Regions from separate parts of the Macaca mulatta genome. Here region 2 is linked to region 1. The links are chromatin contacts, called in public Hi-C maps. All regions are on one chromosome and are shown on one strand. Each heading gives the region's core, a stretch centred on a gene start, on an enhancer-like site or on the middle of the called end of the contact. The rest is flanking DNA. Distances are from core to core; before and after follow the strand shown.

Evidence for each region. A called contact is a pair of places that touch in the nucleus more often than the background predicts.
Region 2: a Hi-C map of fetal cortical plate shows a contact between it and region 1, with 2.0 times the contacts expected there. The contact joins the promoter of GIGYF1 here to the promoter of NYAP1 in region 1. A contact is called at or near these places in 3 of 14 Hi-C or Micro-C datasets (fetal cortex germinal zone, fetal cortical plate and liver).

What each region holds. Positions count from the first base shown.
Region 1 is chr3:47,678,709-47,682,360 of T2T-MMU8v2.0, reverse strand. It overlaps NYAP1 (neuronal tyrosine phosphorylated phosphoinositide-3-kinase adaptor 1), which reads right to left and starts at 1,818. Exons shown (of 7, transcript XM_077996318.1): 1 at 1,638-1,818. It overlaps TSC22D4 (TSC22 domain family member 4), which reads left to right and starts at 2,125. Exons shown (of 5, transcript XM_077996365.1): 1 at 2,125-2,545; 2 at 2,981-3,652. The coding sequence starts at 3,250.
Region 2 is chr3:47,900,930-47,904,911 of T2T-MMU8v2.0, reverse strand. GIGYF1 (GRB10 interacting GYF protein 1) reads left to right here and starts at 1,935. Exons shown (of 26, transcript XM_077996416.1): 1 at 1,935-2,094.

The DNA.
Region 1 (3,652 bases), core at 569-3,068:
ATAAAGAACAAATACATAACGAGGGTAGGTATTCCATTGTTTTATTTTTACCTAACCCTAAAGAGGGGTTAGAAATTTCCCTGAGGCCAGGCACCATGGCTCACGCCTGTAATGTCAGTTTTTTGGAAGGCCCAGGTGGGAGTATCATTTGAGGCCAGCCTGGGCAACATAGTAAGACCCTGTCTCTATGAAAACTAAAAAATTAGCCAGGTGTGGTGGAGTACACCTGTGGTCCCAGCTACTAGGGAGGCAGAAGCAGGAGGATCACTTGAGGCCAGGAGTTCAAGACGACCCTGGGCAACATTGCAAGACCCCCATCTCTACCAAAAAAAATTTTTTTTTAAAGAAATTTAGCCAGGCGTAGTAGTGTGTGTCTGTAGTCCCAGCTACTTGGTAGGCTGAGGCGGGAGGACCAACTGAAGCCAGGAGTTTGAGACCATACTGGGCAACATGGTGAGAGCTCCCATCTCTACAAAAATTTAAAAATTAGCTGGGTGTGGTGGCGTGCATCTAAAGTCCTAGCTACTTGGGAGGCTGAGGCAGGAGCATGGCTTGAGCCTAGGAGTTCCAGGCTGTGGTGAGCTATGATCACACCACTGCACTCCATCCTGGGCAATAGAAGAGAGAGAGCGAGAGAGAGAGAGCACCTGTCTCTAAAAAAAATGTGGGGGAGTGGTTGGGGCAAAGGGAAATAGTATAACATCCAGGATTTGGTTTCAAATAGTCCAGCAAAATACAGCTGGCTCCCACATGTCATTTCATTGAATGTCATTTCATTATAACGTTGATGATTTTTTAAAAATTAATTTTGGGTTGGGACCACCATCCGTGTGGAGTTTGCATGGTCTCCCCATGTCTGCATGGCACGTTTGAAAATTTTCATAATAATCCACTTTTTTTTTTTTTTTTTTTTTTTTTGGTGAGACATGGTCTCATTCTGTTGCCCAGGCTGGAGTGCAGTGGCACAATGTAGGCTCACTGCATCCTCAACCTCCTGGGCTCAAGAGATTCTCCTGCCTCACAGCCTCCTGAGTAGCTGGGACTACAGGTCTACATCACCACACTCAGCTTTTTTTTTTTTTTTTTTTTAAGACGGTCTCGCTCTAATCGCCAGGCTGGAGTGCAGTGGCACGATCTCTACTCACCGCAACCTCCGCCTCCCGGGTTCAAGTGATTCTCCTGCCCCCTGAGTAGCTGGGACTACAGGCGCATGCCACCACACCTGGCTAATTTTTATATTTTTAGTAGAGATGGGGTTTCACCATGTTGGCCAGGATGGTCTCAATCTCTTGACCTCGTGATCCGCCCGCCTCGGCCTCCCAAAGTGCTATTTTTTAATTTTTTGTAGAGATGGGGATCTCGCTATATTGCCCAGGCTGGTCACAAACTCCTGGGCTCAAGGGATCCTCCCACCTCAGCCTTTGAGTAGCTGGAATTATAGGTGCACATCACCATGCCCAGCCAATTTTTTTTGTTTGTTTTGTAGAGACGAGGTCTTGCTATTATATTGTCCAAACTGGTCTCAAGCAATCCTCCTTCCTTGACCTCCCAAAGTGTGGGGATTACAGGCATGAGCCACCACCGGGGTCCGGCAATAATCCACTTTTAAAAATAAGGAATGGGGGGAATAATAGTACCTTCCTCATGCAGTTGCTGTGAAAACCAAAGGAGAATGACAGCCACAGCCGCCCCGCAGCAGGGACTGGGCACTTCTGGGTGGGCATCCAGCACACCTCCCGGCCTGTGCCTTCCGTTTCTTCTGTGTGTCTCTAGGCCAATGGCAGCAACTGACTACAAGTAAGGGAATCCCTCGCCTCCCTGCAAGCTCCTCCCCTTTCTCCCCGAGCCCCGCCCTCTGCAGCCCCTGCCTGCAAGAGTGGGGCTGGGCCCGGCAGGTGTGGGGTTAAGAGAGTCTGTTTGGGGCCCCCAGGAGCAGCAGCCTAAGCAGTGGCTGCAGCAACTGCAACAGCAGCGGCTGTGGCAGGCCTGGCCCCGGGCCAGCTGGCGGGAAGCCCCAGGAGGGAGGGAGGGAGGAGGAAGGGGAGGAGGAGGGGAAGGAGGAGGAGGAGGAGGAGGAGAGGAGCAGTCAGCAGGCCCGAGGAGGCAGGACTTCCTGGTGTGGGGGTTGTCAACAGCTCAGAAGGAGAAAGACGGAGAGGCAGAGACCCAGGGGAGCGGAGGAGCGGAGACACGGACCCAGCGGGGCCACGCGGGAGGAGACTCGAGACACCCACTCGCTGGCTGCCACCGGGAGCAGCGGGGGGCTCGGCCGCCCTCTCCCACATCAGTCTCCAGACCCCTGGGGCTTCAGCGGCCGCTCCTGGGCTCCTCGGAGGAGCCGCGGGTTCCTTCTTTTCCGGAGAGCAAACTTTCCTCGGAGATGCCTCCCAGGATGAGCTGAGGCCCCCGGAGAGGACGGGGCAACCTCTGATCGCCGCCTGCGTGCCCCGCCACTCCCCCTGGCCAGAAGGCCCCAGGGAACGCACAGCCCGACCTCTTAGGCGCCGGGACCCTCAGGCTCAGATCAGTGGCTGAGGCCCCAGAGGTAGGATTCGGGGCTGGGTGGGGCGCTGGGGGTAGCCGGGCAGGGCCTGCCCCAGGGATGTGGGAGCTGGGGTGGGCTCGAGGCCCAGGAGAGGTCTCTCTGAGTGGCCGGGCCAGGCTGGGGAGCTGCTTCACCCCGGTTCTCCCAGGCCCTGGAGTCCAAGCTCTTGGGACAATACCCGCCCCCTGAGTCAGAATCTCAGATGAGAAATGCACAACTCTGGAACTCATCTGCCTCTTCCTACTCTGAGCGCCTTTTTGGATCTGGTCCCCTCTGCCCTGGTCTCTGTCATCTCTTGCCTGTCTCCGGGTCTCTGACGGTTTCCCCTTCCCCCACTCTGCTCCCCGGAGAGGAAGCCCCGGAGGTGGCCTGCCCACTGGTTTCACACACACACACAGACACACACACACACTCTCTCTCTCCCTCTTTTTCCAGTTTGCAAACTCAGCTCTGGAGTTCAGCAGCAACAGCAGCAGGAAAAACCTGCCCGTGCTCCCCCCTCCCGCCACCTCCCCTCTCCTCTTCTCCCCTCACCCAGCAGGCACCCCGGGTTCCCACCAGGCCCTCCTGCCATGTCGGACCCAGACGTCCCCAGGGGCCCGGATGCCCCCACCATGTGGCCCCCTTGTTCCAGGGGTGCCTGAGCCCCTTCAAGGAGTCCCAACCCACCCCCAACCTTGGCCCAGCCCTGAGCCCCAGGGACCATGAGCGGGGGCAAGAAGAAGAGTAGTTTCCAAATCACCAGCGTCACCACAGACTATGAGGGCCCGGGGAGCCCAGGGACTTCAGATCCGCCTACTCCACAGCCCCCCACCGGGCCCCTGCCCCGCCTGCCCAGTGGGGAGCCCAGCCCTGATCCGGGGGGCAAGGGCACCCCCCGGAATGGCTCCCCACCACCTGGGGCCCCCTCCTCCCGTTTCCGGGTGGTGAAGCTGCCCCACGGCCTGGGAGAGCCATATCGCCGTGGTCGCTGGACGTGTGTGGATGTTTATGAGCGAGACCTGGAGCCCCACAGCTTCGGCCGACTCCTGGAGGGAATTCGAGGGGCCTCAGGGGGCGCCGGGGGCAGATCTTTGGATTCCAGGTTGGAGCTGGCCAGCCTCGGCC
Region 2 (3,982 bases), core at 686-3,185, 220 kb before region 1:
ATGACTGTGCCACTGCACTCCAGGCTGGGGAGCAGAGCAAGACCCTGTCTCTTAAATAAATAAAACAGTTAAAAAAGGAAAACAGGAAAACGCCAAGTGCAGAGAAGCCTAGTGGTACTTGGTGGGGGAAACAAAAGTTGTTCCAGGTATAATAGTTCCTGAAGTCAACACTCTATCATGGCAAGACACCAGGCACTCAAATTCCAGGTCATGAACTTACCTTTTCCTTGTTTTGAGGATTACATTGTGTTGGGCGACAGCAGTAAGGTATACATTCTGGAGTAACTTCCAATGAAAAAGGTGAAAGCATACGCGGAACTTTGCAGCTCTGAAAAAGTTCAGCCAGTCGTTCTTGAAAAGTCCTCTTTTTAAACAAAGGGGGTTTCAGTCACCTCACATTTGCATAGCAGTTTCTCTCTTGTCAAAGCCTTTCACATTCACTTATTTTAATTCTTACAGCACTCACTGAAGAGTGTGGAGTTGGGGGTCGGGGGTGGGGCGCAGAGCAGTGTTAACATCTTTCTGTAAGAGAAACAGAGACTTTTGAGAGGCCAGGCATGGTGGCTCATGCCTGTAATCCCAGGACTTTGGGAGGAAGATCGTTTGGGTCCAGGAGTTCAAGACCAGCCTGGGCAAAATGGGGGAAACCTGTCTCTACAAAAAAAAAAAAAAAAAAAAAAAAAAGTTAGCTGGGTGTGGTGGTGTGCCCTGGTAGTCCTGGCTACTCAGGGCACTTGAGGCATGAGGATTGCTTGAGCCCAGGGGGCAAGAGGATGCAGTGAACTGTGATCGCGACACTGCACTCCAGCCTGGGTGACAGCAAGACTCTGTCTTGGAAAACACACAAACAAGAAACTTTAAAAATTAGTTGGGTGTGGTGGCACACGGATGTAGTCCTAGCTATTCAAGAGCCTGTGGCAGGAGGATCCCTTGAGGCCAGGAGTTCAAGACCAGCCTGGGCAATGTTGTGAGACACGCCACCTGCCCCCATCTTTACAGAGAATAAAAAAGTTATCTGGGCACAATGATGCACACCTATAGTCCCATCAATTCCGGGGGCTGAGATGTGAGGATCGCTTGAGACATGGCAGTTGGAGGTTGCGGTAAGCCGAGATCGGGTTAGTGCACTGCAGCCTGGGTGACAGAGTGAGACCCTGCTTCAAAAAAATAAATATACAGAGGCCGGGCGCGGTGGCTCACGCCTGTAATCCCAGCACTTTGGGAGGGCGAGGCAGGCAGATCACTTGAGGTCAGGAGTTCTAGACCAGCCTGGCCAACATGGCGAACCCCTTCACTACTAAAAATACAAAAATTTAGCCGAACTTGGTGGTGTGTGCCTGTAATCCTAGCTACTCGGGAGGCCGAGGCACGAGAATCACTTGAACCCGGGAGGTGGAGGTTGCAGTGAGCTGAGATCGCGCCACTGCACTCCAACCTGGGCGACAGAGCCACACGCTGTCTCAATAATTAAATAAATAATAAGAAAAAAAAATAAAAGAGGCTCTTGAGAGTCAACTCATCTGCCTGAGCCACTTATTTCACACATCCCAGGACGCCTGATGAAGGGTTCTGGATTTTATTGTCTCCTGTCATCCAGGTGGGCTTCCTGGAGGAAACTGGACCGCCAGGGAGGCCGCGGCCTCGGTTCCAAGGGTCGCGCGTCGCAGGGTCGGAGGAGGTGGGGGAGAAGGGGCCGCTCCGGGGCCGACCCCGCCCGCAGTTAGGGGCCCACGTCACGTGACCAGCCGGGCGCCCGGGTCACGTGCCGGGGCGGGAAGGTGGGGGCCGTCGGGGGCGACTGGCGTCCGGACAGCGGCGCGCGGGGCACGCGAGGAGCGCACGAGGAGAGGCGGCGCAGGCCGGAGCCGCGGAGGGAGGCGGCGGCGGCGGCGGCGGCGGAGGAGGGGGCGGCCCCGCGGCCCCGCGTCCGCGTCACGTGGTGCGAGGCGGGCAGCCATCTTGCTACAAACACAAACACAGAGGAGCGGCCGCCGCGGGAGCGCCAGCGTCCCCTCCCCCGTCGCCGCCGCCGTCCCCGGCCCCAGCCCGCCGCGCGCCGCCCACGCCCCGGACCGGACCCTTGCGCCGCCCGCGGTAAGCGCCCGGCGTTCCCGCGGCCCCCAGCTCACAGCCCGGCCCCGGGGCAGGCCCGCCCCCGACGCCGCGGCGGCCGCGCCGAGCCCGCGAGCTAGCGAAGCGCTGGAGCCAGCGCGCGGGCCGCCGACGAGGACCCTCCCCCGTCTCCTCCCCGAGGCCGCCGCCGCCGCCGCCCGGTGCGTCCGCCCGCCCTCCCGCCCGCTCCGGCCCCTCCCCGCCGCCGGGACCCTCCCCCAGAGCCGGCCAGCCTCGGGGAGGCCCCAGGAGGCCGGCGCCCGGCTTGGGGGGCGACCGCTCGACCCCCGCGCACCTGGCGCCCCTCCCTGAAGGGCACGCCGTCCTCCCGGGCCGGCCCGCCGCCTTCCACCCCCGCGCTCCTAACGGTCGCCCCCGGGCCTCTGCCAAGCCCTGCTGTGGGCCGCCTGGGGGCCCCCGACCCTAGCGTCCTAAGGTGTCCGGGCCCCGCGCTCCCCGGAGTTCTCCCCAGCGCGCCTTTGGGTTCCCCTCGGAAGGAGCTGGGCCTTGCAGTTCCCCAAGTCCAAGCTTTCCACGACTTTGGCCAACATGGAAGCCTTCTCCTCCACCCAGGCACCTCGCCTGAGTCCTCCTCACCTCCGTTTCCTTTCGCTCCGGCGATCTTAGTGCTGGGTCATTGGGGTCTCCTTCCCAGTTGCACAACCGCGGGAAACACCTTCCATAGTAGAGACTGCTTTCCCTCCCCGTCCCAGGCCAGGCCCTTCCCAGCTCATGACCCTCGGTGCAGCAGCTCCCTGGCCACAGCTCTCACACCTTGCCTTAAAAAAAAAAAATTTCCAAGTAACTTTTTAAGAGCCCCTTGTTTGTCTCCTCTGTTACACAGTCATTACTCGCTTTCCCGGTGAGACTCTAGGTCTGTTGTATCCTAGTGCCAGGAACTGGGAGATGCTACATAAAGACTTGTTAGTTGGATTGAATTTTTTTTTTTTTCCAATCACCCAAGCCTTACTTCCCTCTTGCCTTTCAAAGTGTTGTTCTGGAAGATCGTCAGCTTTCCCATCCTCTTTGCACTGCCCCTTCGAGTCCATATAGCAGTTTCGATTTAGAACCCCGCCAACCCCTGGCCTTTGGCATGGAAACACCATCGGTGGTACCAGTAAGGGTCTCTTCTTTGCTGTCGACATGGGGGATTTGGGGTTCTTTCTCCTTCCCATCTTTCCTGTGCCCTTTGCAGACTTAGGCTAGCCACCCTCCACCAGGCTAGCCAGCTCTAATCTGATTTTCTTAGATTGTAGGTCTTGGTACCCCAGCGGTCTTTCGTGTCATTGGGAAGGATTTGGGGGTAGACCTGGACTTGGTGTCCCTGCCATTGCCTGGGAACCAGGGGCCCTGAGGGTCCCATGGGGTGGTTAGTCAAGTGGACCATGTGCTTAAACTTATGAACTAGCTTGTTCTCCTGTTGGACACATCAGTCTTGTGTCCGTGATCTGATGCGTTAGCCCTAACTTTTACATGTGCTATTAGAATTTGGGAATTAAAAAAGAAAAATAGCCCACTATAGAGGAGAGAAGATGAGAGGAGGCGGCTAGATGAAGGAGGTTGAAAATCTAACAAATGTGAAATGGCTTCAAACTCACAGAGTAACGCTTGAGAGTTTGGGATGGTCATTACTGCCACCGTGCACACCTCCAGTATTGCATAGAGTGTCGAGGATGTCGGGGCACACTGTCGGAGCAGCTTCCTCCTTGTTTTCCCTGGCTGGAGCCCATGGCTGGGCAAGTGGGCAAAAGGGATCACAGGAGGTAAAGAGTGAAAATGCTTAAAAACTGTTAACTTGTAGGCAGTTGCCAAGCGGTGGTGTGATTTGTTGGGATGGCTCAGAGAGGAGAGAGCAGGGATAACTGACCAG